Regions from separate parts of the Mus musculus genome. Here all the other regions are linked to region 1. Evidence: chromatin contacts called from public Hi-C, HiChIP or PLAC-seq, capture Hi-C and promoter capture Hi-C data. All regions are on one chromosome and are shown on one strand. Each heading gives the region's core, a stretch centred on a gene start, on an enhancer-like site or on the middle of the called end of the contact. The rest is flanking DNA. Distances are from core to core; before and after follow the strand shown.

The links. Promoter capture Hi-C pulls out the DNA fragments that hold promoters and counts their contacts. A called contact is a pair of places that touch in the nucleus more often than the background predicts. HiChIP or PLAC-seq counts read pairs in DNA pulled down with a chosen protein or histone mark. Capture Hi-C pulls out chosen DNA fragments and counts their contacts.
Region 2: a contact with region 1 is called in a capture Hi-C map of embryonic stem cells, with 8 times the contacts expected there. The contact joins the promoter of Olfr94 here to the promoter of Rpp21 in region 1. A contact is called at or near these places in 6 of 39 promoter capture datasets (the 3T3-L1 cell line, cranial neural crest, embryonic stem cells and 3 more), 2 of 115 datasets of contacts at active chromatin or transcription factors (astrocytes and embryonic stem cells) and 1 of 9 other capture datasets (embryonic stem cells).
Region 3: a promoter capture Hi-C map of pre-B cells shows a contact between it and region 1. The contact joins the promoter of Rnf39 here to the promoter of Rpp21 in region 1. A contact is called at or near these places in 18 of 39 promoter capture datasets (the C10 cell line, the HPC-7 cell line, cranial neural crest and 10 more), 8 of 484 Hi-C or Micro-C datasets (cerebellum, embryonic stem cells, erythroblasts and 4 more), 14 of 115 datasets of contacts at active chromatin or transcription factors (bone marrow-derived dendritic cells, bone marrow-derived macrophages, embryonic forebrain and 6 more) and 5 of 9 other capture datasets (adipose tissue, embryonic stem cells, liver and 2 more).
Region 4: a contact with region 1 is called in an H3K4me3 HiChIP or PLAC-seq map of embryonic stem cells, with 7 times the contacts expected there. The contact joins the promoter of Zfp57 here to the promoter of Rpp21 in region 1. A contact is called at or near these places in 7 of 39 promoter capture datasets (the HPC-7 cell line, cranial neural crest, frontonasal cranial neural crest and 4 more), 1 of 484 Hi-C or Micro-C datasets (embryonic stem cells), 7 of 115 datasets of contacts at active chromatin or transcription factors (bone marrow-derived dendritic cells, embryonic forebrain and embryonic stem cells) and 1 of 9 other capture datasets (adipose tissue).
Region 5: a Hi-C map of erythroblasts shows a contact between it and region 1, with 2.8 times the contacts expected there. The contact joins the promoter of Vars2 here to the promoter of Rpp21 in region 1. A contact is called at or near these places in 2 of 39 promoter capture datasets (erythroid cells and pre-B cells) and 1 of 484 Hi-C or Micro-C datasets (erythroblasts).
Region 6: a promoter capture Hi-C map of neutrophils shows a contact between it and region 1, with 2.1 times the contacts expected there. The contact joins the promoter of Gabbr1 here to the promoter of Rpp21 in region 1. A contact is called at or near these places in 19 of 39 promoter capture datasets (the 3T3-L1 cell line, 3T3-L1-derived adipocytes, the HPC-7 cell line and 11 more), 8 of 115 datasets of contacts at active chromatin or transcription factors (SST interneurons, embryonic forebrain, embryonic midbrain and 3 more) and 4 of 9 other capture datasets (adipose tissue, embryonic stem cells, liver and 1 more).

What each region holds. Positions count from the first base shown.
Region 1 is chr17:36,255,725-36,259,479 of GRCm38.p6, forward strand. Rpp21 (ribonuclease P 21 subunit) reads right to left here and starts at 2,122. Exons shown (of 5, transcript NM_026308.2): 1 at 2,059-2,122; 2 at 1,882-1,982; 3 at 1,718-1,800; 4 at 220-345; 5 at 1-74. The coding sequence starts at 2,115. It overlaps Trim39 (tripartite motif-containing 39), which reads right to left. Exons shown (of 7, transcript NM_178281.1): 7 at 3,149-3,755.
Region 2 is chr17:37,196,045-37,199,622 of GRCm38.p6, forward strand. Olfr94 (olfactory receptor 94) reads right to left here and starts at 1,922. Exons shown (of 1, transcript NM_001011518.1): 1 at 762-1,922. The coding sequence starts at 1,922. The coding sequence ends at 762. Ubd (ubiquitin D) reads left to right here. Exons shown (of 2, transcript NM_023137.3): 2 at 1-57.
Region 3 is chr17:36,941,731-36,945,133 of GRCm38.p6, forward strand. Rnf39 (ring finger protein 39) reads left to right here and starts at 1,321. Exons shown (of 4, transcript NM_001099632.1): 1 at 1,321-1,720. The coding sequence starts at 1,358. It overlaps Gm33595 (a long non-coding RNA gene), which reads right to left. Exons shown (of 2, transcript XR_385575.3): 2 at 2,967-3,403.
Region 4 is chr17:37,000,451-37,003,871 of GRCm38.p6, forward strand. It overlaps Zfp57 (zinc finger protein 57), which reads left to right and starts at 2,075. Exons shown (of 5, transcript NM_001013745.2): 1 at 2,075-2,327; 2 at 2,836-2,865.
Region 5 is chr17:35,665,703-35,669,112 of GRCm38.p6, forward strand. Vars2 (valyl-tRNA synthetase 2, mitochondrial) reads right to left here and starts at 1,890. Exons shown (of 29, transcript NM_175137.4): 1 at 1,371-1,890; 2 at 1,142-1,223; 3 at 953-1,053; 4 at 429-550; 5 at 271-337; 6 at 84-181. The coding sequence starts at 1,571. Gtf2h4 (general transcription factor II H, polypeptide 4) reads right to left here. Exons shown (of 14, transcript NM_010364.4): 12 at 2,908-2,955; 13 at 2,726-2,804; 14 at 2,026-2,300. The coding sequence ends at 2,128.
Region 6 is chr17:37,044,604-37,047,988 of GRCm38.p6, forward strand. It overlaps Gabbr1 (gamma-aminobutyric acid (GABA) B receptor, 1), which reads left to right and starts at 1,363. Exons shown (of 23, transcript NM_019439.3): 1 at 1,363-1,686; 2 at 2,092-2,173; 3 at 2,851-3,054. The coding sequence starts at 2,092.

The DNA.
Region 1 (3,755 bases), core at 872-3,371:
GTTCAAAGCCTGAGTCTGAATGTTCTCTTTGGGGAGGTCAGCTATGTTTGGCAGGGGCTCTGATGGATTGATGTCTACATAGGAGGAGAATCAGAGAAGAATTAATTTCCTAAGATTCCAACACACCTTATATTAACCAGGCTCACCCCCTTTCCTACTCTTGGCTCTCTACTGTCCCATCTCTTGGAGGCTCCTTTATCTTTCCTTACCACTGCTCACCTGCCTGATTTTCCAGCTGGGCTTCAGGCCGGTCACCCCAGAGCAGATGCTTAGGGTCGTTGAGGAATCTCTGGCTCCGCTGGCATGTCAGACAGGTCTGTACTGTCCAGCGCTGTCCCTTTCGGCCTGGGGCATAAACGGGAAAGAAGGAAGTGCCTAGGCTTCTGACATAAAGGTTTTGCTCTTTTTTTTTTTGTATGTCTGCAGTCTTCCTTCCACCATCAATAGAAAATCCATCCCATCTGCACTTGGTTTGTAGATCTGATGTGTGTGGGAGGCCTGCATACATATCAATCCCTTGGAACTCTAAAGTGAAGTTCAAACTCTTTAACACAGCCTAGCTTCCTGTCCAGTTTCACCTCTCTCCATCTTGCCCACCTCAAACTCCAGCCTCCTGAGCATTCCTTTTCTTATAGCACAGATTCTTTTTTAAAAATTCCTATTTTTATTTATACATTCATATTGTATATACACATATGTGTTACTGTTATATGCATGAGTACGTGTGTTTGTGTGTGTGTGTGTGTGTATGCACACAGGAACACTCATCTAGATATATATGTGGAGGACAGAAATCTAGTTTGGGTGTCTGTCTTCCTTTACCACATTCCACCATGTCTTTTTGGAACAGGGTCTCTCACTGAACCTGGGACTAGATGTTTTCAGCTAGACTGCCTGGCCAGAGAGTGCTCTGGAGGATCTGTACGTCTTCACCTGCTCCCCAAGGCTGGCTGGGCTTACAACCTGCTTGTACACAGGTGTTGGAGATCTGAAGTCAGGCCCTCACACTTAAGCTTATCGGGCACAGTAACCACGGAACCATCTCCCAAGCCCCTACAAAGCACACATTCTCTCGTGTGGGAATCCCAGCGTCTAGAGTGTTTGACTCTTGTTTATCATGTTATACCTACCTCCCTGCCACTGGTAGGACTCAGCACTCTACCCCTACCAACTGAAGCATTTAAAATTACGACTCCAGTAGCTGGGTGTGTTGTCTCATGCTTGTAATCCTAGCTAGGGATGTGGGGGCAGGAGACTGCAGGGAATTGGAGGCCAGTCTGGGCTACTGTGACACTTGTGCCAAAAAACAAAACAAAACAAAATCAAAACCAAAAGCAAAGAGACAGTATGTGTTTTTGTGTGAGACAGGGTTTCTTTATGCAGACCTGGCCAGTCCGGATTATGTAGATCAGGATAGGCTTAAACTCATGAAATCCACCTGCTTCTACCTCCCAAGTGCTGGGATAAAAGGCGTGAACCTCCACAACCCACTCAGCTAGTAAGTAGTGCTTAATGCACCCTAGGAATGAAATAATAACGAAATCGCTTTGTTTTTTTTGTTTTTGTTTTTTTTTTAAACTAAGGAGTGTCATGTAGTCCAAGATAGTTTTAGGGACTAAGTCAGCTGCAGAAAGTCTCCATCTCTAGGTGGAGCTGCTGAGCCCTGCCCTGTCCTCTAGTGTCCCCACCTCACAAATGTCTCTGGGGCAGCACTCACGTCTCTGGCGCTGCGTGCAGGTGAGGCCCGGAATGAGGAGAGAGGAGCAGCTGCGACAGAGCGTCCTCTTCACAGAGGGGTCCCTGGGTGAGGAAGAGAGGAGGTCGCTGTCTGCCTGCCTGCCAGCCCGCGCCCCGGGTCCTGCCCGCCACCCTGTGCCTTACTGCCGGAGGACCAGCCGCTTCGCGATGGTTTTCTCTGTGTGGCAGTAAAACCTAGCCAGCGCCTGGTTCTCGGGGTTCTGAGAGAGGACGCAGTGTGCAGCCTGGGAACAAGGACGGCCATCCAGGTTACTCTGCGGCCGCAACACCGGGCTGCCACCCACCCCGAGCGCGTCTCACCTGGTACAGGAAGCTGAGTCTCTGGAAGGCTTCCCGGTCCTTCACTGGGCCCGCCATGAGTGTCTGCCCCTCCTTGCGGATGTCCCGCCCCAGACGTGCGCAGTGCGCAACGTCTGCTGGGAACTGTAGTGCGGGAGGGGGGGGGGCCCTCAGCCCCGCACCAGCTTCTGTCAGAAACCAGAGGACCCCACAGGTCTTCTGTGTGCAGGCAGCCCTAGTTTGGTATCCCTCACGTATTAGGTAGACGTGGAACAGGTAAAGGATCTTAAAGTACATAAACATAACAGGACCGAAGTCCTGTCTTTTATGGTTGGAAAGAGGGTTGTTTGCGGTGGACATTGGGTTAGATTTTGTCTTACTCTTCTGAAGCCGAGGGTAGATGCTTGGGACTTCTATGAACGGATGTAACATAACAAAACAGTCAATGCCCAGAATAACTGGTGTTATATTCTGGCTATCTCACCACTGGAGAGGTTGAGGTAGGACTACCATAAATTACAGGATATGAATTATGGGCTACATTGCCAGACCCTGTCTCAAAAATAAAAAGCATTAGTGCCCATGGACCTGAAAGTGTGAAAGATCAGATCACAAGGGAGGAAATAAGTTAACAGGACAAAACATCCCTAAGCAAAGAGCTTCTTGCCTTTCTCCCACTTCTTATTAAAGGCACTTGCTGTTCCAAGGGCTAGTAGCTACATGAACAGCACAAATAACCAGACAACAGCATGGCCGGTCTCCTCGGCTATTTATTAGTATCTACTTCACCCTCCTTCCTCTGACCTTTTCTCATTTATTCAACCTGGCTTGGTGTTTACTTCTGATTCCCAGTTACTGGCTAAGGTCAGAAGCAGAGGGATCCAGGCCCCTGCAGGATCTGTGGGGAACCAGACTGCTGGCTCAGAGTTAGGCAATTCGTTGAAACTTACCCTGGGTGTTTTGTATGGGCCTTCAGAGACAAATGAGGGGAGTGTATTAAAATGTGGATTCCTAAGCTTACCCAAACCTCCATTAAGGACAGAAGGTGAGACTCAAGAACATACAGTTTCCACACCCATCCACTGACAAATTACCACGCAACTCAAGAGATCACATTAGTGGATCCTTTGTTCCATATTTTCACCAACCAATTATCTTGCCACAAAGAACCACAGTCAAGGCACAAAGGTAAGAGTAGAGTGGACAAAGTCCTGTTGAGGTGGTAGGAGGAACTGAATGCCCTCACTGCAGTTTCTTGTCTCAGTCTTGTGTGAAGATTACCCAGGCAGCAGATAATCCAGGTTGTTTGGTTTGGCATGCATCTGGTACCTTTTGTGACAAAATATGTACCCTATGGGTTGTTTATTTTGGCCTAAAATTAAAATAATTTACATTCTCTGAAAAGGGGAATGTCAAAGGGTGAAGGATAGAAATAGAAGCTTAGCTGTCTTCTGGCCCTTTGCTACACAAACCACCCTCTTCTACCCTGTTCTCATGGGTGAGAAAGACTCCATCACCTTCCCTTCTTTCCTTAGGTCTTTGAGCCAGGGGGCAAGGTGGACAAGTTGGGAATAACCACTTAGGAACATTCCTTAAGGCCAAGGCTTTAGCTACACCTTTCTCTCTCCTCTAATATCTGACTCCTCTCCAAGTTGCCTTGGGAAACAATGGAAGGACCGATGTATGTCTTTTTCTTTTTGAGTTTTTTGAGACAGGGT
Region 2 (3,578 bases), core at 672-3,171, 940 kb after region 1:
ATATGATTGTTTACCATAACTGGATCATAGTCTAATAAATTATTTAAATTCAGTCATCATCTTCTTAAAGATATTTGGTATGAAATAAAACCTAACACCCTCTCCACGTGTCGGGTGGGCAAGGAAGGGGAAGAGCCTTATCCTATCCGGCAGATGGGAGTCCCAGTTTAACCAGGGCCAGCACAATTGCCTATTATTTGCAGACATTCTTTGACGTTCTGTAGTGGGCATGGTGACCTGGCTAGGTTTGCATTAGCTGGACTGGCTCCCCAAGAATGGAAACCATGTCTTGTTTCTGGAAGAGATCTCTGTAAGGTGGGGCCCATAACTTCTTTGTTAACCCGAGAGAGACTCCACCTGATGGGCGAGGTCATGGAATTTTTTAAGGTCTTTTGTAAGCCTGGAGAAAAAAATAAAGGTCAGCACCAGGGTGCTCATCATCTTATCTCCAGGTGGATTCTTCAGGGCTGGTACAAAGTCTCCTCAGAGTGCATCTGACCCCCTCCTGCATCCTGCTTCCCTCCTTACTGAGAGTCCCAAGAGCCATTTACCACATCACCATTTAAGAGTGTTTATATATTTCAGGAGTCCCCTCTCCGCACCCCGCAAGAATTCAAACCCTACCCGGTGAGAGAAAAGAATCTCGCTACTAACCCAGAACTCACGGAGCACAAAACTTGCAGATCCTTATGCACAGACAAAAATTATGAGCATCCTATTTCCAGGACTCTGAGCCCTTCTCAGTTTTTTCACTGTCCCACCTATGGCCTCCCCAGACTCCGCAAGAGCCTCAGTGCCGCCCCCTTCACTTCCTTGTTCCTCAGTGTGTAGATGAGAGGATTGAGAGCGGGAGTGACCACCGTGTAGAAGAGCGAGACGAATTTGCCACGGCCCTGGTTGTAACTATGCGTGGGTTGCAGGTAGGTGTAGGTGGCAGAGCCATAAAATAGGCAGACCGCGGTCAAGTGAGAGCCACATGTGCTCGCCGCTTTCCGCCAGCCAGAGCTGGAGTGCATGCCCCAGACCGCGCGGCCCACGGCGATGTAGGAGGCCAGGATGACCGCCGAAGGCACCAACAGGATGACCACACGCGCGGCGAACATCTGGCGCTCGGTGGCGCTGCGGCCGCCGCGGCAGGCCAGCTGCAGCAGCGCCGGCAACTCGCAGATGAAATGGTCCAGACAGCGGGGTGCGCACAGGGGACGCGCGGCCAGCAGGGCGGTCTGCGCCGCGGAGTTGGCCAGGCCACCGAGCCAGGAGACTCCGGCCAGCGTGCGGCACAGTAGCGGCGAGGCCAGTGAGGTGTAGCGCAGAGGGTTGCATACCGCAGCCGCGCGGTCCAGCGCCATGACGGCCAGCAGCACGCACTCGGCGGAGCCCAGCGCCAGCGATGAGCACAGCTGAGCCATGCACCCAGCGCGCGGTAGCTGCAGCATTGAGCCGCGCAGGCTGGCCAGCAGCGGTGGCACCACACTAGTGGTGAAACCCACATCCACCAGAGCCAAGTGGCAAAGGAAGTAGTACATGGGTGTGTGCAGGCGAGGGTCGCGAATGGCCAGCAGCACCAACGCCGCGTTGCCGGTGAGCGTTAGTAGGTAGCAGAGAAGGACCAGTGCGAAGAGGACAGGCTGCAGAGAGGGCCAGTCGCTGAAACCCAGCAGTAGGAAGCGCTCCGCTGAGCTGTGGTTAGCCTGAGGGGGAAAACTCCAAGAAGGTTCGGAAGGCGAGACAAAAATATTTAATGCTAGACAGTGTTGCGGGCCTTGCGCTGGGAGGCAAAGGCCAGAAATTTCTGTGAGTTCGAGGCCAGCCAGAGCTACATAGTAAAACCCTGTCTTACCGCTAACCACAACAAACAAGAACCTCCAATATGGGATAAACTCGGCACATGCCCAAGTTTTGGTTTTGTTACATAGCCACATCCCAGTATTCCTTTACAAGTCCTTCAAGGGGGATAGAAACTGTGCTTAACAGGTGAGCCAATTAGACACAACTTACAAGATCAAATTGTCCTAAGTCTATCGCTAGCTAACCAGGTCTGTGTTCCTGGTTCTGGTTGCCCTTCCAGGGATTAAGGAAGAAATTCAGCATTCCTCCTAAGGGCAGCTATAAAGATACTTTGTATAAGAAGGGCATACTCCACTCTGAGCACCCCGCCCCCAGTTTTCCTTAAAAGTGGGCGTTGTCTAAGAGTTAAGCCTGAGTGAGACTAGATGGAGCAGTATCATCCACTTTTCTGTTTATGCAACAGTTAAAGCCAAGTGCGCTCTGATAGGAGGAGCCAAGAAATATCTAGCTATAGTTTCCACTGGACTACACCAAATATGGTAACTGTAGCCAATCAAATATTTTTGTCCTTAGTCTCCTTTCCTTCCTCTCTGCCTCCGTTGTCTCTGCCTGTCTTGAGGTTTCTTTCCTTCTCTCCCTGCCTGCTTCTCTCTCTCCCGCCCTCCCTTCTTTCCAGTAGGGCCTCATGAAGCCCAGGTTGGCCTTCAGTTCTACTTGAGAGGCAGAGGATGGCCTTTGAACTCCTGATCCTCTTGTGTCAACCTCCAGAGAGCTAGGATTATAATCATGAGCTACAGTGTCCAGCATCCACCCAAATGTTTCTTTGTTTTACTTCTGTGTTCATCCTATCAAAATGTTCCCTATGTTTCCCGGCTGTGGCCCACTGAACCACTTTTGCCTGATTCAGAAATAGCTATTTGCTCAAATAAACCCGTTTAAAGTTTATTGTGCCTCGCCCCCCCCCCCCTTGGGCTGGGGATTGAATCTGGGACCTTGCACATGCTAAGCATGCTCAGACTGAGCTATGCTCCTACTCTGTGAGTTTGTTTTTAACATGTTATACTGGAATACTTCCTATCAGACCAGAAATGAGGAGCCCTCAGGCCTCAAACTGTACTCAGCTAAAACAACAGTGTCTGGTTGGTTATTTGAGATGTAGAAATCATTTCATATCATTCTCCTTCAAGTTTGTCATGTGTAAATGGTGGTGGAATTTGACTTCTTGGGTCTATCATGGGCTTTCCTGTCAACTGTTTCTCAAACAAATTTAAAAGAAATGCAAGAAACAAAAAGGACCTCGATTTCAAGGCTCTAGGTATTGATACTGAATTCAACAATCTGGGGGATACAGAAATTATCATGGTTGATAGAATAGATAAAACTTGCACAAGAGTCTTTCTATGCATGCTTTATGACAGATATCACATATATAACTTGTGAACACACTTAGTGCTTTTAATTTAAAAAGAACCACAGCCCTCTGGCCTGGCAAGATGTCTTACCAAGTAGAGGCCCTTGCTGCCTGATGGCCTGAGTTTCAACTCTGGGATCCATATAGTGGAAGAGAACTGACTCCTTCAAGTTGTCCTCTGACCTTCACACGTATGATGTGGCACGCACCCCCACCCCCAATCGATCAATCACAAGCTTTTTAGTTTTTTTCAGGAAGTAATCCGTCTCCCAATACAACACCTTGCTTATCCTCACCAGGCAGAGAAAGTTTCAATGTGAATAAGAACTTAAGGCTCCTTAGATTTGAGTCTTGATTCTGCTACTTTCTAGATGATACC
Region 3 (3,403 bases), core at 71-2,570, 690 kb after region 1:
CAACAATAAAACTAATGACAAGGTTCCTCTCTGGTTATTTTGGTTGAGTGTTCATCTGTCCCTCAACAACCTCCTGATGCACAATGTTATGAGACTACTGAGATATGTTTGTAATGCCTGTACTGTATGAGTGTATCTATCTATAGGCTTGTGCGTACTGGAGTGGGACACCAATGAGCATGGTACACATGCAACAGTGTTTGTGGTCACATATGGGGACAAACAGAGCTTTTTCAGAATTTCCTAAATGTATCCAGGCAGAAAGGCTAGGAAAAGAGAAAGGGGAGCTAGGAAGAGGAGAGAACAGGAAGAAAGAGAGGAGAGAAGGAAGAGATGGTGATAGAGGTGGGGTGGGGAGTAACAAGGAAAGATCAGAAATGAAGGCAGAAGGGAGCTCCCAGGATCTGTCACTTAAACAAATGGGTAAGTTGATTCCCTTGATGATCTGGGTCTCTGGGCCTCTGAGATCAGTTGAAATGAGTAATTGTCAGGTACAAAGTAAAGGTGAACAAGAAAGCTGAAAATAAAAACACAAAGGAAAAGCATAGAGAAAATGGAAACGAGAGAGAGAGAGAGAGAGAGAGAGAGAGAGAGAGAGAGAGAGAGAGAGAGAGGATGCAGAGCCTGAAGTTGAGAGGCAAGAGTGTGTAGGCGCCTGCTTCCAGCTCTTCTCCAGAAGCTTGCGTGTCCCCAGACCTTAATAGGCAAGGCAGGAAGATGGAAGGCAGAGAGGCGCCAGGAGTGACAACCACACGCCAACACTCAGAGGCCTGCCAAAGCCACACAGTCCAGGACCCAAGCTTCCGGGCCCCCAACCCCCAGATGTAGGTGTGCCAGCCACCTGGGATGACTCATGCCCTGGCAATGTGAGCACGCATGCCAAGAGCGAGCCTGGGCATCCTGCCCACCAAAAGCACACCGCAGGCCAAGGGGGGAGACTCACGCTCTTCAGGGACTCACTCACGGGGGCTACCAAACCCAACAGTGCTACCTTGCCCACAGCGCATGCCCTGGTGCTCACCTCCTAGGTTCTAGAACCTAGGTGTCTCAGTCTTCACACCCTGCTGCCCCAAACCCTACTAGGGAAGCGGGAGAACCAGATGAGGCATTACGCAAGGTCTGCTGTTTACCTCCTGCACCGGGCCTCCTCCCTCCCTATAAAACCTGACGTGGTGAGGAGACGCTCTGAGTCCGATCTGGGTAACCGAGGCAGCCCGGGAGAGGGGTAGATAGGAGGTGCGAAGTGAATGAGGGAGGCGCAGCGAGGGGCGTCAAGTCAGCACGCAGCGGGCGTGGTCCGCCACTTGCGAGCTCGGGGGCGGCTGAGGACTAGGGTGCGTCGGGACCCCTGCTTTCCATGGAGGCTCCCGAGCTGGGCCCGGGGTTGGTGGAGCGTCTGGAGCAGCTGGCGACATGTCCGCTGTGCGGGGGCCCCTTCGAGGACCCAGTCCTGCTGGCGTGCGAACACAGCTTCTGCCGTGCGTGCTTGGCGCGCTGCTGGGGGGCCCCGGCGGCGTCCGGCTCGGAGGCGGCGCCCCCTTCCTGCCCGTGCTGTGGCCAGCCATGCCCCAGACGCAGCCTGAGGTCCAACGTGCGACTGGCAGTGGAGGTGCGCATCAGCCGTGGGCTGCGTGAGAAACTGGCGGAGCCCGGAGCCCGGGCCGGGAGACGACGCGGTGGCCGCATCCCCACCATGGGTTGCCTGGATCCCCACGGAGAGGTAAGGCGCCTTCTCCGGTTCTGGTTGTTGGTGAAGAAGAGGTTTGTGGGTGTCCTAGCAAAGGTGGGAGCCATGCTTTTCGCTCTGAAGCCCTAATGGAAATATAGGTGGCAGACAGCTTGGCACCAGAAAGCGGAGGCAGGAGGATTGCTCAAGTTCAGTTTGATAGACATAGCGAGTTCCAGTACAGAAATGGCTACATCGAAAAGATAAAGGAATTTTAAATAAGAATTTTAAGAAAGGGAGGAAGCGGGGAGGGAGGGAGAAAGACTGGCCAAGTCTTGAGTGAGTAGTTTGAGAAAGGGAGGTAGGACAGGCTGGAAGAAATTGACTCGGTCAGGGGAGGAGGAGGCTGGAGGGAAGAGGCAGAAAGAAACAGGCTAGTGGCAGTTAGAAGGCTGAGCCCCCTAGAGATCTCAGAAGCCTCCTGGAGAGCCGGGGTGGGAGCCAGAAAGGGGAATGGGGTGCAGACACCCGGATTAGGGAAAGGAGCAGCCCAGGGAGGGTGGTGATAGGACCCAATAAACAGAATCACTGGAGCCAAGGTTGACACTGGGTGCAGAAAAAGCAGAAATGGAGGGATGGGAAATTAGGAGTCTAATGCGAGTGTGAGTGTGTGTGTGTGTGTGTGTGTGTGTGTGTGTGTGTATGTGTGTGTGTGTGTGTGTGTGTCAAATCAAAGTGCCTCAAGTGAGGCAGGGGTTCCCCTAACAAGCCATAGCCGAACTGTGGGTTGTTATTGTTCTCAGCTCCTCCCAGATCCCCAGGCACGGGCGGAAACAGGTGGAAGCTAGGTCGGGGTGAACAGCTGGCAGGCCTCTTGCTAGTCTCCACGTTGCAGCCATAAAGTTTTCCACTAGGCCCTCCCTGAGCCCCTTAGACATCAACCACTCCTATTCCTTTACAGTACCTCAAAACCATCCATCTGGCTTTTTTACCCCTTAGCAGCCCTCCCGCCCTGGGTCTGGCTTCCGCCCTTTGAAGGCTTCACAGACCTAATTAGTCTAGGTGTAATTGCCATCCTCTCTTCTTCCTGCCACACTGGCCTTCCCAGCCATCCTCTCTGGAATCAGAAAAGAGGGATGAAGGAAACCCAGTGTTTGGAGGGTGAGAGAATCTAGCGCCCTCTTCAGGCTTCCATGGCTCCCTACAAAATCTGTAGGGTCTCTTAGGACACTTCTGAGATCAGGGGCCTGAGGGTACAGAGACATAATAAAACCAAAGAGCCCAATAAACGCCACTGAGCTTTTAAGACAAAAAGGAGAGCAGCTTTATTGTTAGGCTTTTATATAACAACTCTTAGCTCAAGGAATATGGGTGTGTGTCCCTTTTGTGGTGACGGGGTGGACATATATCTGGAAGACATGCTGGTAACTAAAGAAGGAGAGCATACTAAAAGAGAGCGTGGGCCTGGGAAGATTAAACAAGAGGTAAGAAGTAGTTGTGTTGAGGCTGTGGAAGGATGGAGAAGGCATATAACAGTCTGGATGAAGCTAGGAACCTGAGGAGAAAGTGATTTTGGAGTAGGCAGAAGTAAAGGACATGAAAGAAGAAGGGAGAACTGAAGAGAAAAATGGAGCAGAGCGGGCAGGGTGTTTGGGGTGGGGTGGGGAGATGGTTTTAAAAGGTGGGAAGGTATCAAGCAGTCAGAGCTCACCTGAGGCGGAGGGGAAGATGTCCCAC
Region 4 (3,421 bases), core at 825-3,324, 740 kb after region 1:
GAGAGAGAGATGCTTTACCAATCTCTCAAGTTCATCAAGTTGATTGTTCAGACAGGGTCTCATAGTCTAAGCTAGCCTGAGACTGATTACGTAGCCCAGGATGATCCTTACTTAAAGTTTGCTATTTTCTTGTCTTAGCCCTTTAAGTGCTGGGATTAGAATTGTGTATGACTATGTCTGGCTCCCTATTCAGATCTCTCTCTATATAATGTGAACCCAAACTCTGGCAGGGAATCAATGACACACATCTAATGGTTTCCTAGTTAAGATAGAGTCTCAAGTAGCCCAGGCTAGCCTTGAACTCACTCACTATGTGGCTGAGAACTTTGATCCCCCCTTCATCCATCTTTCAAGTGCTAGGATGACAGGCATGTACTACCACACATGAGAGATGTTCTCTTTAGTAGTTGATAATTTTTTCTACATTCTTTAAATCAAGTTTTCACCTAGCGTAGAGGTGCTGAAACTGAAGAGGCGAGGCGACAAACCCAGTGCTATGCGGACGAGTGTAGTTAACTAAAGATTTATAGACAGAAGCATTTCTTAGACATCAGCGAAGCACGGGAAGAAGGATGCTGAGCTAGATAAAGGTGGAGTGCAGTGGGCTAGAATGTGCCTGGGCTTTCTCAAGAGGTTCTTAGCACATCAAACATCAGCTGGAAACAGCCTAGTGGCCAGCATAAAATGTTGAACCAACCTTTGTAAGGGTTTCATTTGTCCTATAGTGTTTGACTGTGTGCTGGGGCTACCTGCTGGCCAACATGGTGTTTCCACCTCAAGAATTAAGGACCAGAAGCCAGTATACACTCAATCACTGAGTCGAGGGGGTCTTGAATTCAAGGTCAGCATGGCTCCATAGTGAGTTCCTAGGAAGAGCTGTCTCTAAGAAAGTAAGTAAATAATAAATAAATAAATTATTTATTTATTTAAAGTTGAAGAACCTAAATCAGCTAATTATGGTTGCTCAGTTTTGTAAATAAGGTAATTTGAAGTCAGGGTGAGAAACAGTTCATTATTGACGGAAAGCGTGGTTTTTGTTTGTTTGTTTGTTCTTTTACCTCACTACAGGCCTGTTACATATGGATTGCTTCAATCCTTCTTCTTCTTCTTTTTTTTTTTTTTTTGGTTTTTCGAGACAGGGTTTCTCTGTATAGCCCTGGCTGTCCTGGAACTCACTTTGTAGACCAGGCTGGCCTTGAACTCAGAAATCTGCCTGCCTCTGCCTCCCAAGTGCTGGGATTAAAGGCGAGCGCCACCACCACCCAGCAACCTAGTACCTTCTATACTTTCCTATCACCCTCCCCAACTATGTTTGTGCTTTGGCTGCCTGAGACCTGGGTTAAGTGTTATAATTCCAATGGAACTTATTAAAAACAAATCCAAACAAACAAAAGAAAGGATTACAGAGAGAGACTGAAGTGAATTTGGTATGTGAAACACTAATACGACTTGACCGTGATGTGATACCTGTGAAGTGTCTGTATCTTTTTTTTTTTAATCATTATTTTTATTGTCCTGAGTCTGTATGAGTGAATGCCACATATGGGATGGTACCAAACGAAGAGTGTGGGGTTCCCTGGTTACAGGTCTCTCTGTGCTAGGTGTCCTGGAATCCTCTCTAACTACTGAGCTATCCTGTAACTATAGTCTAAGTCTCCTGTGCTTTCTTGGATTTTACTTTAGCTAAGATGTTGCTCCACGGCCCACTTTACTTGTCTGCGAAGTGTTCCAGTTTTTCTTTAGTCTTACCTTATTTTATTTGTGTGTGTGTGTGTGTGTGTGTGTGTGTGTGTGTGTGTGTGTGTGTGTGTGTGTGTGTGTGTGTGTGTGTTTTACTGTGTAGCCCAGGCAGGCGTGGAACTCACTTTCAGCTGCCTAGTACAAGGAATTACGGAAATTGAGTCACCCGTCCCTCCCACCACCCCCTACCCCCATCCCCCACTCCCATTCCCCACCCCAGGAGTAAATACTTATCTTAGGAAATGGAATTTCCTAGCGCAGCTGAGACCAGTGAAGACCAACAGTAGGCGGGACGAGAAGGCGTGGCATTCAGGCATTGGGCTTCTTCAGATCTAAATTTCTGACCTTGGCAGACAGCCACTTGAGATGTGTTACCTGCGGACGGAGCAGAACGGAAGCAGAGGGACAAAGTAGCGGATTCCTGACTTCTGGCAAGGGCCCCTTCCTGGGTTTCACGCCGCTGCGTTCTGGTCGAGGCTGGAACGCGCGCCCAGCCCTTTGTGTGGCTGTGGTCCGAGGCTACGGCTCAGAAGCCGAGCGCTGGGAACGGCAGGACTGCCGAGCCTCAAGTAGGGCTGTCGAGCGCGGTGAGAGCGTGCGGGGACCCGGGTGGAGCCGCTCCCTCGGTGGAGCCACGAGGGCCCGACACCTGGGTGGGAGAAGCCGCCTGGCTCCGCGGTGGAAAGGCTCACGTGGCTGAAACCTCGGGGGATTAGAGTCTGGGACCGGGGCTGACCGGGCAAAGCCGGCGGGCATTTCTTGTCAGATTGTGCGTGAGAGCGGCGGGGCCACAGATTTTAGAGAGCCGGACAGACGGGGTGTATTGTGGCAAGTTTGCCTGATCTTCCTGTCTTAGCTTCCTTTGTGCTATTGGGGCTGACTCCTCAGATTTGTGAAACAATGAATGGGCTTTAGTTGGAGGAGTGCACTCAGGGTTGAGAGACGTCTGCACAGTCCCTCCAGAAATTTACCCAGTGGAAGGGTGAGGCCAGGCCTGGCCCATCTCCCATGCCAGGGGGGTGGGAGTCGGGAGGGACGGGACCTGACCTCCGGCCAATCAACAGCCAAGTCTTATTTAGTCTCTTGCCTTCTCAGGGCTCCTGCACCAGGAAAGAACAATCAGAGGTAAATGAGTGAGGAGGTGGATGGAGGTACCCAACACCTGTCAGTCTCCTTAATCAGCCTGTATCTATATTAAAGACCACTCCCTGCTTTGTGTGAATGTGCAGCAGCTCCTGCTGCTGTTGTTGATGATGTTTTATGCTTTCTGTAGCCCAGGCTGTCCTAGAACTCCCGGAGATCCTGTCTCAGCCTTCCTAGTGTTTAGGTAATCGTCTAGGTCACCACGCATCTTTATGCTATTGTTAAGACTTGTTGATAAAGGGGTCTTTGCTGAGAATGGTTAAAGACAGGTCCTGGAAGACACTAGCATAGAACTGTATGGACAGGTCCTGGAAGACACTGTTTGGAATGTTTTTTTTTTTTTTTTTTTTTCCAACGGAAGAATAATGAGAGGTGAGACAGACAGAAGGAAGGAAGAAAATCAACCTCAGAATGCAGCTTTCCTGGCAACTTTTTTGGGGATCAGAGCTAGCGATTCCTTGAATGCCTTGTTCCTTGCTGGCACTTTCACGTAGCAAAAGAATTGAGAGGAAAAGAAAGGGCCACGAGTCTCTGTGCC
Region 5 (3,410 bases), core at 640-3,139, 590 kb before region 1:
AGACAGTGAAGCACAAGGCCAGAAAAACCAAATGCTACAAGTCAGAAGTAGTGCTGACAATCCCACTGGCCCTGCCCTCGTACTCATGTTTCCACTGCCACACGGCCCTGAGGAAGTCTTCCCGGCTCAGCTCATGTCTCCGCACCCTCTGCTCCTTCCATAGCTGCTTCTCCACCATGGCCTGAAATGGGATCAGGTGTAAATGAAAGCTAGTCAGGCTTCACATAAAGACGGCACTTTCAACCAAGCAGAGGGGGGCACAAGACCCACCTGTGTAGCAATTCCTGCGTGATCAGACCCGGGGATCCACAGCACGCGATCCCCACGCATCCGGTGCCTGCCACAGAAACACCATGGGGACTCTGAGCTCACTGATCCTCACTTCCAGCCTTCCCTTCGGGAACTGCAGTGGCCCCACCGCCTCTCACCAGCGCACAAGTGCGTCCTGGATCGCCACTGTGAGTGCATGGCCAATGTGCAGGGAGCCGGTGACATTGGGAGGTGGGATACACATGGAAAAGGTCTCCCCTGTAGCTTGGGGCAGCCTTGCCTGGAAGGAATGAGGAAGTCAGAGGCGAGGGAGAACTAGTTGTTGCTGTTGCCTAGGGGAACAGCACCCTCTGGTGCCTTGGGGCAAAAAGAACTTCAAGAAGGCCAGGTGTAGTGGCACACGTGTGAAAAGGCAGAGGAAGGCAGATCTCTGAGTTTGAGGCCAGCCTCGTCTACAGAGTTCCAGGACGGCCAGGACTACGTGGAGAAACAGTGTCTCAAATTTATTATTATTATTATTATTATTATTATTATTATTGAAATCCAACACGGGGGAGGCAAAAAGAAAACCAGGGGCCGAAAGAAATAAACATCAACTGTGAAGTTAGCCTGTGCCCACCAAGTTCAAGGGCCACTCACTCTGTCTTAAGGACCTCATAGAAGCCCTCTGCCGCGCACTGACCTGATACTCTGGTTTGAAGAAGCCCTCTCGCACCCACCACTGGTACCAGGCCGCTTCAACATACTGGGGACTGTAAGCAGGAGGCAGGGGCCCAGAAACATCTGTGGAAGCAGAACAGAGATCCACTACTGAACTGCATGTTAGCAGACCAAAGAGCAACAACATCGCAAAACACACCCTACACTTTACCTTTCTTTTCACCTGGCCCGGTGGGGATTTCATACAATACTACCTCCTTGTGACTCCAGGCCTTAGTGGGCACTGCAGGTATCTGCAGGGAGGAAACAGGGTGTGTGTGTGTGTTGCGGAGTGGGGGTGGAGGCTGCAATCCCCAATACACCACAGTCATCTGGATCCCTGCGCCAGTCTCTTTCAGCCCCTTCCCAAGTCTTGGGAGACCCAAGGACTGACCCCTGACCTTGCTCTTCTCAGCTAGCCCAGCCTCCAGGGCCGCCTGTTTCTCGCGCAGGCGCTTCTGTTTGGCTTCACGGTTCCTCCGAGAGACAGGGGAGCCGTGGGGCTCCGGCTGTGTACAAAGTGCCTGGGGCCTGGAAAGACCCCATGAGGGCCTCAGCCCCCAGAGCGGTGGCCGGAAAGAGGCCAGAGGCAAATGAGGCATCGGGAGTGTTTGGGAAGGGATGGAGGTCTGCTCACTACGAGGCCATGGGATGCAGGAGGTCGCAACCCTTCACTCCCATCCGCAGGACCCTCTCTCACTCTACGTCCTTCCGCCTAGGGGCGGAGCGCACGGTGTGGACAGCACTCTGGAATCACTGAAACCAGGGCGTCCAGAGAAGGCGGGAGCTCTGCCCGTCACCGGGCACTGACGCGGACACGAAGGTTGGGGTTCGGAAGCCTGGGACCACCCCCACCCCCGCAACCTCGGCCATGCGCCTCTAACTCGAACGTCCCGGCGAACTCAGAGCCGATAGGTGCATGGCGAGGTGCGCGCGCATGCGTGGGCGGGGACACGCAGGCGCATGCGTAAAAGACTCTCGCTCCTCCGGCTTTCTGGCTAGAAGCGGGTATCACTGCGTTGGGTAGGGAAACGCCGGCAGACGTCTGAAGCCGCGTAGATTTTTTTCCATAATTTTATTAAACAAGAAATATCCCGGTGTGTAAACAAAATACATCTGAGTTGGAAAGCTGCCCGCCCGGGGCTGGACCTGGCCGGCTCAGGAGCTGTGCTTCTGCCGCTTCCAGAAGCGCTTGACGTCGCTGTGCCCTGCCGGCGTCACCACCATCAGCCGCTTGGCCGAGTTCTCGAACACAAGCACGCCCAGCTCCCGCGCGTGGGCCAGCAGCAGTTCAAAGTCCACTTGCGACAGGAACTGGTTATACAGGACGCCTGGGGTCGGGTGGGACAGGCAGGAGGTGAGGGGCTGCAGTGGTCTCTGCCCCTCCAAGCAGCATGCAGGCAGGGGCTGCAGGCCACAGTTCTTAGGACTAATTCTCTACGGATAGTCGACTGTTCAACTTTAACACCTGTGGCATCCAGACACTCGAAAAGACAGCAGAATCCACAAGAAAAGCCACGCAAACCCACCTAAAGAGAAGACTGAATTACCCTGCCTCTTATCCCCTCACCTAGCTTAATTCAAACTGCACTGATTTGGGACATATTTCCTGCTACTAATATACCAAAATAAAAGATCAGTCTTCCTCTCCTTCCCTTTTGAGAAACAAATACGAAATGCACAAAACTTTTGCGTGAAATTGCTGGCCTTACCTCTTTAGCCAATGATTGAGATTAGGTCAGCGGAAGCCACTCACCTTCAGTGAACCGGAGTCTGTCCCTTTCCAGCTCCCACAGCCGAATCTGGTCTGTTATGGTGGGGGGCAGCACAGGATTCTGCAGGACAAGGGTGAGGCTATAGGACCTGGCTTCTCATCCATCCTCTCGCGGCTAGGTGCCCAGGCTGCCAGCCCCCCTGAGTCTTGGTACCCAGTCATACCTGTTTGAGCATCACTGGATGTGCCCTTGTCCTTAGGAAATGGATTATCTAGGAAAACACAAGAATGTAGAAAATCGGGCTGGCGAGATGGCTCAGTGGGTAAGAGCACTGACAGCTCTTCAGAAGATCCCGAGTTCAAATCCCAGCAACCACATGGTGGTTCACAACCACTGTAATGAGATCTGACGCTCTCTTCTGGTGCGTACTTATGTATAATAAAACTTTAAAAAAGAAGAATGTAGAAAGTCATCTGAGCTAATGTCACTGAAACAGCATCTCTGTTCTCCTAGCCACAAGCCTGACAAGACCCAGGCCTGTTCTACTGTTACTTTCAGGTGCACCTCCTGCGAGTCCCTCTATGATGCATCTGTTCTCTCCATAGTCTTGCCTTGTTTTTCTTTCTTTAAGATGGCAGTAGCAACCATATCTCAGCAGGCTCTAAGCTAAGCATCTTAACATCTAGTCTTCCAGCACCCCTGGACTGCTGTTTACTGGGAGCAGAG
Region 6 (3,385 bases), core at 113-2,612, 790 kb after region 1:
TCCTGCCAGATAAGAGTTCTCTCTTTATCCAGATTTTCAGAAGTCCCCCAGGACATTCATGTAGGTAAAAACTTGTGTTTAATTATCTGAGCCTAGAACTTAATAGTCTTTTTTTTTTTTTTAATGGTCTGAATATGCAGCGAACTTTCTAGGAATGCAATTACAGTTCTGTGTGAGTTTAGGGAAGCTTGACTTTGCTACCAAGAGTTGCTCAACATTTCCTGAAGTCACTACATTGATGGCAACATGCCGGAGGTAGTTGAGTCACTGGCTATGCACCTGTATCAGTGTGTTGGTAGAAGTTTCATTTCTGTGACTCTAAGGAGAGGTGTAAGCATTTGCCTGCTTCGAGGGAAACGGCACTCACTCTAAAATACTGTTTATGTTGTAGCAAATTGCTATGCTCCTTCTTATAGATGGGGAAATATTTTGTTCTTTTTAGTCACGTGCATAGGGAAGTGATGTAATCTATGATTATTAGTTCGTGGTTTAGGAGTCATTACAAATACTTGTTCTAACATAGGGTTGAAGGTTGAGAGCCTTGGTTCTCCTGGGTCTCATAATACCTGCTTTCCACCCACCTCTCTGGAAGAACTAGCCAGCAAAGGAGTGCCTCCCCCAGCCCCCGCCACACTCCCTTTTTCATCTTTCTGTCCATCAAGTTATGGACAGACAATCGCAATGCAGGAGCTTTGGCTGTCAGACTTCTCTGTCAGGGCCTCCAGTTTACCCTTAGTCAAGAATGGCAGGTCTGGTCCGAGTGTTGATAATACAGGCTCATGCTCACGTAGAGGTTTTCTTTCTTTATGCCCTCTCCTTTCTCCATCTACCTCAGTATCTCTTCTGATGCCCCTGATCTCTTGCTCCCCGCCATAAGCTGGCAAGTAGCCTACTGCTGGACTAACGAGCCACCCGGGGCTCCCAGTTCTAGCTCTTCTATCCTATTTTTCTCCTAGTGCTCCCTCCACCATCGGCTGCCCTTTTGACCCTTGATTCTCCCTTCCCCTTCAAGGTCTGTTCCCCAGGCATATGACGTCTTCCCTCCTTACGCCAGGTCCAGATCTGTCTTCCTTTTGTACAAACACATCCTTTCTTCACCTTCATCCAGGCTCCTTGTCTTTGTGCCAGCTCCTCTGCTTTAGGCTTGGGTCCTATAACCCCCTACAGCCCCCCCTCCTGTCTCCATCAGTCTAGTCTGCGGGTCTCTCGGCAGCTCTTAGTCCCCCGCCTGCATGCGTGGTCGCCTATGTTCCCCTCCATCCTACCTCTACGCCCTCCCGCGCCGTGGGCGGTCTAGGGAGGGGCCGGGATCCGGGGCGGCTCCTGGGGCTCGGGTTGTGGGAGGCGCCCTCTCCGATCTCCCCCTCCCTTCCCCCCGCCCCGTCTTCCCCTGCACCCTCCTTCCTCCCTCCGCCCGAGAGCTTCCCCGGTCCCCGGCGCCGCCTCCTTCCCTCCCGGCACCGTGCTCTCGCGGCCGCCGTCGCCCCGGGGAAGGAGAGACGGGGGTGGGGTTTGCGGGTAGCGATCGCGAAGGGGAGAGACCCCGGCCGGGCTGGAGCCTGGATTCCTGTGGAAGAAGAACAGGGGGAGGGGAAGCTGGAGGACCGGGAGGGAGAACGGGGAGCCGCGGCCGGGCCTGGGCCCTTGAGGCCCGGGGAGAGCCGCGGAGCGGGACCGGCCGCCGAGGTAAGACCGGGGCCCCACGACCGGGGCTTGGCAAGGAGGCCGGTGGACGTAGGGTAGGGCCGGGGGGTGCGTGGGGTTCGGGTGCGAGAGGCGAGTGATGGGGTAGCGGGACCCCTGAGCGTGGGTAAGCTGGGCTAGCGCTAGCCACAGGGGCTGCTGAGAGGAGGTGGAGTCCCGGGAGGGTGGGGGGCCGAGGGAGGCCGGAGGAGGGTGGGGACAGGCGCTCTCTCCTCCTCTCCCCCCCAGCCCGTGCGGCTCCGCCCCCGCCTCCTCCGCGGGGCGCCCTTCGCGTCCCGAACCGCGCGGTTGGAGCCCGTGAGGTGCGCGGAGCGAGACCTGTCCGTCGGCTGGCCCAGGCCGCGGCCGGCGGGCTCCTCCGTGCCCTCACTGTTGCCTTTTCCTCAGATGCTGCTGCTGCTGCTGGTGCCTCTCTTCCTCCGCCCCCTGGGCGCTGGCGGGGCTCAGACCCCCAACGTCACCTCGGAAGGTGCACCCATCTCCGGCGCCCTGGACCTCTTCCACCCCACAGCTCGTTTCCTTGCACGTCTCCTTTCCTCATCACTCTTGCGGCAGGACCTCCCCCCGCCCCCATCCCTGGCATCCTGGTCCGCAGCCACTTCACAACTCCTGACCTCCTTTCTGTCACTCCGCATCACCACCAGCACCCATTTCCTCTACCTCACGTTGCTACACTACACCGTTTTTCTGTGACCCCGAATTATCTCAGCCCCACCTCCCTTTCCGGGCCCCACGTTACTACAGCGCCCCCCTTCCGTAGTCCACCTTGTTGCTTTGATGGGTTTGTGTGGTCCTTGTTCAGTGGGTTTGTGTGGTCCTCACCGGTATTCTCCTTCGGCCCTGTCCCTCATTTAAACCACCGAACATTATAGCCCTTAGGATTTCTTCTTAGATATTTGTCTCCATTATACTTCTTAACCGGTGGACTCTCGCACCAGCTTTAGCCCTAACCCACGACGCTGGGTTCTGCAGCTTGGGGTTCTTAACTGTTCCCACTCCCAGCTTCCAGTCGTGTGTCCCGTGTGCCCCTCCTTTTCTGTCCCCCTGCCCCAACCCCACCATTGACCACGCCCTGCTCTTCCCCCTTCCACTGCGCGCTGCCTTCCCGCTCCCACGGTTCCCCTGTGCCTCCCCATTCCCTCTCAGGTTGCCAGATTATACATCCGCCCTGGGAAGGTGGCATCAGGTACCGTGGCTTGACTCGCGACCAGGTGAAGGCCATCAATTTCCTGCCTGTGGACTATGAGATTGAATATGTGTGCCGGGGCGAACGCGAGGTGGTGGGGCCCAAGGTGCGCAAGTGCCTGGCCAACGGCTCCTGGACGGATATGGACACACCCAGTCGCTGTGGTGAGTAGCCTGGGAAGCCACCCACCATCCCTGCCCCCTTCCTTCAGGCCCTTCCATTCTCAGTTGCAGACCATCCTTAGTTGTTTTGCAAGTCAGCAATTTAAATCCAGTGGAACCAAATTCACAAATACGTTTAATGAATGAGTACTATGTAGGAGGAGGGGTGTTGCTGTGAGCAGCTAGTGGGAGGAAGCAAGCTAAGCAGCCAGCACATTCACTTCATCGTCTTCATGAGGATACTGATCATTGGGTGAAATAACTTTGATTTTTCATCTGAGTTATCCTTTGAGGTTCATTAATGAGAGATTATTTTTTAAGTTATAAGACGATT